Regions from separate parts of the Mus musculus genome. Here region 2 is linked to region 1. The links are chromatin contacts, called in public Hi-C maps. All regions are on one chromosome and are shown on one strand. The core of a region is the stretch at or near the end of the contact, and the rest is flanking DNA. Distances in the headings are between cores, read along the strand shown.

The links. A called contact is a pair of places that touch in the nucleus more often than the background predicts.
Region 2: a contact with region 1 is called in a Hi-C map of the N1E-115 cell line, with 3 times the contacts expected there. The contact joins two enhancer-like sites. A contact is called at or near these places in 1 of 39 promoter capture datasets (embryonic stem cells), 4 of 484 Hi-C or Micro-C datasets (the N1E-115 cell line and embryonic stem cells), 1 of 115 datasets of contacts at active chromatin or transcription factors (astrocytes) and 1 of 9 other capture datasets (embryonic stem cells).

The regions. Positions count from the first base shown.
Region 1 is chr11:116,811,097-116,815,376 of GRCm38.p6, forward strand. Mxra7 (matrix-remodelling associated 7) reads right to left here. Exons shown (of 4, transcript NM_026280.3): 3 at 827-920. Among named protein-coding and RNA genes, the nearest start is that of Mxra7, 15 kb to the right of the region's middle. Within about 2 kb of position 2,010, at least 129 of the 459 cell types and tissues checked have an H3K27ac peak or open chromatin away from gene starts, as enhancers often do. A contact at or near this core is called in the N1E-115 cell line, where this site is marked.
Region 2 is chr11:117,175,017-117,179,187 of GRCm38.p6, forward strand. No RefSeq gene overlaps it. Among named protein-coding and RNA genes, the nearest start is that of Sec14l1, 62 kb to the left of the region's middle. Within about 2 kb of position 1,510, at least 108 of the 459 cell types and tissues checked have an H3K27ac peak or open chromatin away from gene starts, as enhancers often do. A contact at or near this core is called in the N1E-115 cell line, where this site is marked.

The DNA of each region.
Region 1 (4,280 bases), core at 760-3,259:
GCTGTGGGTCAGCTCATGAATCGGTCTAGTCCCCACCAGACCCTCTGAGAAGGGCTTCTCTATAACGCAAGGGCTCTGCTCACACTGCTGGGGGGCGGGGCGGGACAGCAGGTGCACATGGGGTTGGGGGTACAGTGGGTTATGGCCACCTTGGCCATCCTACTGCTTCTGAGCACCCTTCAGCCACCCGTGCAGTCCGGGTAAAACGTTGAGGGGGAAGTCCTGGGGGCTCTGGCGGTTGAGGGGAGATGTCCTGATTCCAGAAGCCATACAGCTTCCTAGAGCTGTGCAGAGCGGCGCAGAGTGGAGCTGTGCAGAGCTGCGCAGACCGGAGCTGCGCAGAGAGCTGAGCAGCGCTGCGCAGAGCGAGCGGAACAGATAGAGAATGACACCGTGGGTGAGGGAGGGTGGGGGCCGGAGGAGGGAGGCTGCCAGATGGATGAGCACCAAGAATCCCGCTCTGTCCTCAAGTGACAAATTGGTTTTGTCAGGGACTCTACGCATAAGTGAGCAGTGAGGCTGCTCCGGGCCCTTTCCTGGCATCTCACTCATTGTTTTCCAAGTTGGGGAGGCTTCGGGCAGAGAGAATACAAGAAATGGACTCTCCTCTCCTCTCGCGCCCTCCCTCCCTCCCTCCGTGCTGCCTGCCTCCCGGGGTAGCTTCTTCTTTTGGTTGAAGCTGGCTGAATATTCCCAGGACGAGAAAGGACGCCCCGCCCCCCACCCCCAGAAAAAAGGGAAGAGGGAGTAGTGGGCGGGGCTGCGGGGCTTGCAGGAGGCCCACCCCTGCTTGACCCTTACATTAGTGCTGCAGAAGCCGACCTACCTGTGTTCCTCCTCCAGTTCTTCTTTGGTCATCATCTTCTTGTACTGGCTTCCCCTCAGCTGCCCAGGGCTGTATTTAAAGGAGAAGGCTGCTCCTGTGGGGACAGTGAATACTGTTTATTGATGACCGGGGGGGGGGGGGGGGGGGGGGGGGGGCAGTCCCTCTCAAGTGCTTAGCAGTACCCCCTTTCCTCTGTGTGTATGTGTGTGTGTGTGTGTGTGTGTGTAGCTGGGGATTGAACTCAGGGCCTTGTACATGGCAGGCAAGCATTCGTCCTAGAACTGCATCCTCAGCTCTCCATTAATTTTCAACAAAGCTCAATCGGTAGATGAAAAAATAAAATAAAATAAAAAAAGCCAGAAGGTAGTGTCACGTGCCTCTGGAGTCCCAGCACTCAGGAGGCAGAGGTAGGTGAGTTTGAGGCCAGCCAGGTTTACCAAGAGAGTTCCGGGACAGCCAGAAATACACAAAGCAACCCTGTCTCAAAACAACAACAACAATAACAACAACAATAACAACAACAAAAATCCAACCCCCCAAAACAACCAAACCAAACCAAACACAAAACAGAAAGAAAGAAAGAAATGGAAAAAGAAAAAGACCTGCTGTCAGAGAGGCCAACAAGCTACAATGTTCTTGTAGTGGCCTGAGTGCATCCTGGAGGCACCCCCACGCAGTGACGTCATGTTCTCACCCCAGCACATCTTATACTTTCTATGAACTCCTGTGGTTTCTTACGCCTTGGTCTTTAATGGGGGGGGTGGGCACAGATGGAACTGAGACAGCCAGAGAGAAACTAATCCCTCTGCCATGCCCTTCCATCTTCCAGATGACATTCCCTCTGCAGGCCAGGTTAAGCCAGCCCAGAGCTGTCTGCCTGTCTGCGTCAACAGTCCAGCTGTTTGCCTGGGAGGGCTTCCTCTGCGCCACTGTGGCCTCCCCCCACCCCAGTGTGTGCTGATCAGAGCAAAAGCGGATACCATTCACATGCTGGGCCCCAGGGACTCAGGGACTCGGACCTTCCTTTTCTTCTCCTAGGCTTGGGACAGACATCGGGGCCGTGGTGGGATGCACAAATGCACAGGCTTGGCGGACTGCCAGCATCTGAGAGTAGCCTCCAGTCCTGCAGACTATTAGAAAGGCAGATCTGCAGGTCTGGCAGGAGGAGGGGGAGCAGAGGAAGGCCAGGGCATGCATGCATGAGACACGGCGTCCCAGCAGAGGGAAGCAGGGAAGCATGGAGAGGCGGGGTGTCCTGATGTAATAATCTGCTTGGAAGCAAAGCCTTCTGTGTCCCTTAATCCAACCTGTATCTGAGACAAGATGGCGGGCAGGCTGGCCAGCTTCTAGCTAATGTCTGTTAAGGTAGACCGGCTGAGGGTGGCTATAGCCGGTGACGCTGGTGTCCCCTCTTCCAGCTGCTATCCTAGAACTTTCTACTGCCTCCCGGAGAGTCTGAGACACCTCCACTGTAGGTCAGGCCCCCGCCACTCGCACACGTCTTCAGATATACAGATGCTGCCAAGAAGGAAGAAAAGCCACTGGGGTTAGGACTCTCACCTCGCCGAAAGGAAGGAGGTTCTGAAGATGAACTCAGAGCCCAAACGTTCCACAGAGCCATGCTGTGCCTCATCAAGCCTCACTTAGGAGGACTGGGGTCCTACCTAGCCAGCTGCCCAGGGCCCGAGGCTTTCCTCCGGAACCAATCTACTTCTTACAAGGACCTGCTTTGCTCCTGAATCGCTCTACATTTAGAGAACACAGTTCTAGGTGCTCTGGTGACCAGACGACAAGTGTGCAGCTAATGAAGACTCGAATCAGCAGCCGTTCCCTGGCAAGGGTGGTGGAGTGGGCGGAGTGGGTAGGGGGCTGAAAGAGCGCCGATGGGGCGGCTGTGGTAGCGTTCGTCCATCTTTAGTCCCAGCACATCGGGGTGGGAAGAGGTAGGTCTCTGTGAGTTCCAGGCCAGTCTGGTCCACATCAAGTTTCAGGCCAACTATACAGAGGGTACAGGGTGGCATGCTGACTATGGGTGAGGGGGACAGAGGCATATTGGTCAATTGGGGTTTGCCTGGCTGTCGGGGCCCTTGCTGCGATGAGGCTGCAGCTCTGAGAGTCTGAAGTTCTTTGCCTTCTCAGAAACCCTCCGCTCTCCTCTGCAGCTCCCCAGCACACTGGTCTGAAGCCTCACCAGGCTAATAAGCATAGCCCAGGACGGCCCACTCCATCTGGTCTAGTTCATAGGAACCAAGAGCTTTTCAAGTCCAGGGTGTGGCCGGAGACTGAGGAACTTCCCCGAGCAACTGCAGTCTGCTGCCCAGGGCTGCAGCTCCTACTGAGAAGGCCTTTGTTTATCCCAGATCCCTGAATATCCTGCATGCCAGGGACAACAACCGGGGCTTCAGCTTGCAAGCTGCCCCCTCGCTGGGCCCAGAAGCAGTACTGACAAAACCAAAGAACCCCGACATCTGGGCAGCTGTGTTGCTGTTCTAGAAAAATAAACACAAACGGCTCTGCCAGCTTGGTGCGCGCCTGGGTTCTGGTTTATGGGACAAGTCTGATTAGCCTGATGCTTTTCCAGCCTGCCAGGACAGCTGCCCTAACGCAGGCCTTAACTCAATCACACTCGGTGGGCCCAATCCAATTTAGTTAGAGCCAGAGGGCCGGGTGTGAGAGTCCCCAGGGAGTGCGTGCAGGATGGGGGCTTCCTCTTCCAGGCATCAGGCCGCTTGGGGACGTCATTTTAGCAACACTAATCAATTAGCCTGGGAGGCTGAGCTGCTTCCAGCAGGGGGGCTGGCGGGCAGTCTCACTTCCTTCTAACAGCTGAGACCGCTGGCCTTTCTCCCCTCTGCCTGGTTATAGATGGGAGGCCATGAATGTTGGGGGCTGTCCAAGGACAGAGGCTCAGACGAGTGGGAGGACTCCGGAGCAGACATGTGGCCAGGCGGGCAGAGGGCTTGACGTATGTGAGACTGTCAGCGGAGTTAGGGATGGTAGCCTGTAGGTGTGCCTGCTTGGTTTGCCCCAGTTTTAACCTCCCTTCTGCATGCTCCAGTCACCAGTAGGACTTTGGTAGCCACGCCAGCAGGGACAGACAGACAGACAGACTCATGGGACTGCTGTTAACTCCTATCTCCATGATTCAGGAGCAGAGAGCAAGGGCCTGGCTGGCCAGGTGTTGATATCCCCACCTACCTCTGCCCGTGCCTAAGGGGCTATGCCAACAGAAACCCACAGCCCTGTTCTCCTCGAGAGGGCCTGGGGACTTTCTGGGCTCTGTAGCTAGCTCAGTTACCACATTCCTGAACCCACTGCTTCCCATGGAGCCTGCCAGCCAGCCAGCCGTTGGCTTAAAGCTGCAGCCAGTTCTGCTTTAAAAAAAAAAAAAAAAAGAAAGAAAAGAAAAGAAAAGAAAAAAGGAAAAAAGTATCGCCAGGCACTAGCTGTACTG
Region 2 (4,171 bases), core at 260-2,759, 360 kb after region 1:
GAAGCACAGTGCGCAGGAAGCACAGTGCGCGCTGGGAGGAAGCAGGCTCGGTCTGTACCCCTCAAGGCCCATGTCTTCCAGCTGGGCTCTAGGTCTCAAAGGTTCCATAGTCCCTAAAACAGCACTTCCAGCCGGGGACCATGTGTCCAAACAGAGGAGATCCTGGCGATACTTTGTATTCAGACCGTAGTAAGGTTTAGGGGAAAGGGATTCGGGTGGGATTCCCCTGTGGGCGTGACTTCCCAGAGTGGGCGTGGCCTCCCGAGTGGGCAGGGCTGCTTGAGCGAATTACTCAGGTTGCAGCTTTTATTGTCTTCCTAAATTTATTTTAACTATTTGCTTGGAGATAGGTCTCACTAAGTGGCCCTGGCTGGCTTTGAACTCACACAGATCCTCCTGCCTCTGCCTCCCAGTGCTAGAATTAAAGGTGTGAATGTCACCATGCTCTGACGTTATTGTTTTTTAAAGATTTATTAGTTATTCATGAGTGTATGCCTGTGTGCATGTGTGTGTGTACACACGTGTGCAGTGTCCTCAGGATCCAGGAGGCGACACTAGACCCCGGAGCTGCAGTCACAGGCGGTGGTAAGGTGCAGCTGTGGGTACTGGGAATCAGAGCTCCATCTTCTGTAACTGCGTGCTCTCGCCGGCTGAGCTTTCTAACCAACCTCTGCTCTTTACATAACTCAGCCGGCCTGCAAATTCATGCTCCATCTCCCTCAGACTTCTAAGTGCTAGAACCGCAGGGTCCAACTTTCGAACATCGTTTATCCCGGTATTGCCTGGCACTCTTCCAAAAGGAGACATTCCCCCCTCTGCTAGGCAACCTGTCTTGGCTGTCAGGGTGGGCTCTGAAACCTGTTCCCCAGCCTTCTAGTTTCATGACTGGTAGCAAATGTAGCCATCACTGCAAGAAGCAAATGAGCTCTCACACACTTCTCATCCATTTTTATTAATAAGAGAAAGGTATTGTGAGTGTGTGCGCCTGTGCATCCTGCTCCCTGCCCCAGGGCCTTTGCACCCACCCTCTCTGCCTGCAGTACTCTTACCCCCGCTCTTTGCATTGCCACCCCTTCCTAACAACCTGGTTTAAAGAAACACGGCCTGCCTGGAACTTCCTAGAATGGCCTCAGTAACTTTCCCCACTGGACTCAAGTTTCCCCGAGAGCAGGGAGCTCACAGGCCAGAGATAGCAGCTAGGCTTCACTGCACTGTGACCCTGAGCCAGACTCTGTGCCAAGGAGGAGACAGGAGGATGGTCACCACCACCCGTACCGCCCCCAGCCCCCCCCTCCACAGAGGCACTTGTGAAGGTGCTAGATTCTAAGATGGTGGTACTGGGGTGGAAGAGAAGAGAGGACAGGCGCTGGGTGTGGCAGGTGATCTGGGTTTCTGTCTCACTGCGGCCTGGATGAGGTCACCTCAGCAAGGTCGGGGGAGGGGGCAGGCTGGGGACCGGGCTGACACTGGCCTGTGAGCTGAGCTGGGCTTGGCCAGAACTGGTGTTACCTGTTCCTCCTGCCAGCAGAGGGCGATACCAGAAGGAACCTGGAGACTGTTTCATACATGTATGTGTGCTGTGTATACACACATAGTGTGCATGTGTGTTCATGTAGTATGTATATGCATGTGTGGGTACATACACACACATATATATATGACTGTGATTGTGTGCATGTTGCTATGTATGTGCATTTTACGCATGTCAGTGTTTGTGTGCTGTATACCTGTGTACATATACCTTTGAGCTTGGGTGTATATTTTGTGTGTAAATGTGTGTTTACACTTGTGTACATACGTGCATATACACATATTTGAGTGTGTGTTTGTGTACATGTGTATATGTGGATGAGCGTGCATGTATGTGAGTATGTATTTGTGTACATGTGAATGCTTGTGTGTAACAGGAGGCTCTAGGGACAGGTGGAACACAGGGTCACAGATGCTCTCAGTAATTGTCCATCTCCTCTTCCTGGCTGCGGGCTATGTTCCTCTTATCTATGGATCGGGGATCATAAACAATTATACTCAGTGTGTTAGTCACACACCGGCCCTGCCTGGCCCTGGAGTGCATGCCTTCTGCAGACTGGGATAGTCCTCTGAACAGCCCTGCAAATGACATTACTGAATGGGGCTGGGCCCAGGTGTCAGGGAGAGACCTGCTCCCCTACCCCACCCTCCACCCCTCGCTGTTCAGCTTACCTCTGGCCCTATGTGTCCTGCCCCTCTTTCTCCATTAGCACCCAGAATGAAGGGGACACAGGAACCTGATACGCAGGTTCAGAGCGGCTGAGGAGTGGAGTCAGTGGGTAACAATGAGAACCCCCTCACAGCAAGAGCCCAACAGACAGCATCAATGGTTTGAAAGAGGTAACAATGACCTAGGAAGGGGTCATCCAGTGGCCTGTCCCTTGAGACAAGCATGTTGCAAAATGCCTGCCCCTTGTTCTCCACTGTCCCTGCCAGCAAGTACTGACCCATGTGAGACCAACCTCATTCCTGAGGCGACATCGCCACCTGCTGGAGAGTGAGATCCTGTGTAGCTCAGGACCTGGAGCTCCTGGCTTTGGACACTCACCCTCTCCCGCCCCCCCCCCCCACCGCCCCCACCCCACGCACCCCCCCCCCAGCTTTGTGGCCCCCACCACACCTTTCCTTCCTCCCTCTCTCCCTCCCTCCCTCTTGGGTGTTCCAACCTGCATCTTGCTCTGATTCCCACCAGCCTACCACATGGGCACTGTTATCTCCAAAGCTTAAAGTCCACGGGTTGTACACAGGACTAGAGTCCAGGAACAATGGCTACAGAATCTCTTGAGACTGTTGGCCTGGAAGACCCTGGACTGCCAGCTTAGCTTTGACCTCCTCCAGGAAGTCCTTCTGCCCTACCCCATGAGGGTGACACTCCTGCCCCGCGTCACGTGCTTACTAAGTCCTCACTGGTAGCCAGCTTGTCACCGACCCCTAGGCAGCTGAACTTGAAGGTCACTGTCCTGAATTATGAGTTGGGGGTCTCCTGTAGCCCAGGCTAGCCTCAGGCTCACTAGATAAGCTAGAGTTATCTGAAAGGAGGGAACCTCAATTGTGCCTCCATAAATTCAATCTGAGGGGCATTTTCTTAATTAGTGATTGATGGGGGAGGGCCCAGCCCACTGTGGGTGATGTCACCCCTGAGCTGGTGGTCCAGGGTTCTCTAAGAAAGCGGGCTGAGCAAGCCAGCAAGCAGCACCTCTCCATGGCATCTACATCAGCTCCTGCCTCCAGGGTCAAACCCTCTTTGAGTACCTGCCCTGACTTGAAATTAACCCTCCCCTCCCCACGTTGCTTTTGGTCGCAGTGTTTCATCACAGCAGTAGTGGCCCTAAGGCAGGTGTCATGAGGAGGAAGATTCATCCAGGTTGGTCATTACCAGGGCTGCTGAGTCTGTTCCCTCACTACTCAAGCTGGCTGATTTGGTGTTTAAGAGTGTGGATGAGATGTGACACCCAGGAGGGAAGGGAGTCTGCTCCTGCCATACCCTTGCCTGGATGCTGGTTTGTGAGTTGGGCCCGTTATCTCTTGCTGTTGGGTGACTGGTGGGGTTTATAAAATGTCCCCATCTGAAGCAGTCTCCTGATGTCTGGCCAGCTCTCTTCTGTGGGCTGCTATTTACCTAGTAGGGAGCTCTGCCTAGCGGGGAGGACAGGGAGAGGCAATTTTGGGGGCAAGAGAGGTGAAGGGGACCAGCACAGGGTCCTGGTGTTATTTTCTGTGGGAAGTGGAAGGGGCTTCCTGTATGGGAGCCACAGGACACAGTCTGGCTTCCAGTGCCAGTGAACCTTGGGTGTGACAGGTCTTTGTGGGGCTACAGTCTGAATTCTGCCAGGCGCTGGGCAGCACTGGCTCTTCTGTGGGCCAGCCTGTGGGAATCAAGAGGATCTTGAGGGACAAAGCTAAGGAGAGGAGGACAGAATTTGGTTGTGTAGCCCTGGCTGTCTTGGAAGTAGCTCTGTAGACCAGGCTGGCCTAGAACTCAACAGAGATCTATCTACGTCTATTTCCTGAGTGCTGGGATTAAAGATCTGTGCCACCACTGTCTGGCAACAGGTCCCCTAAGGAGTGGGGAGGAGCAGAGAGTGGAGAAATTCTAGCAGCGACCCCTAGAAAACAACCCTCATGGGAGGGGGATGCTGCT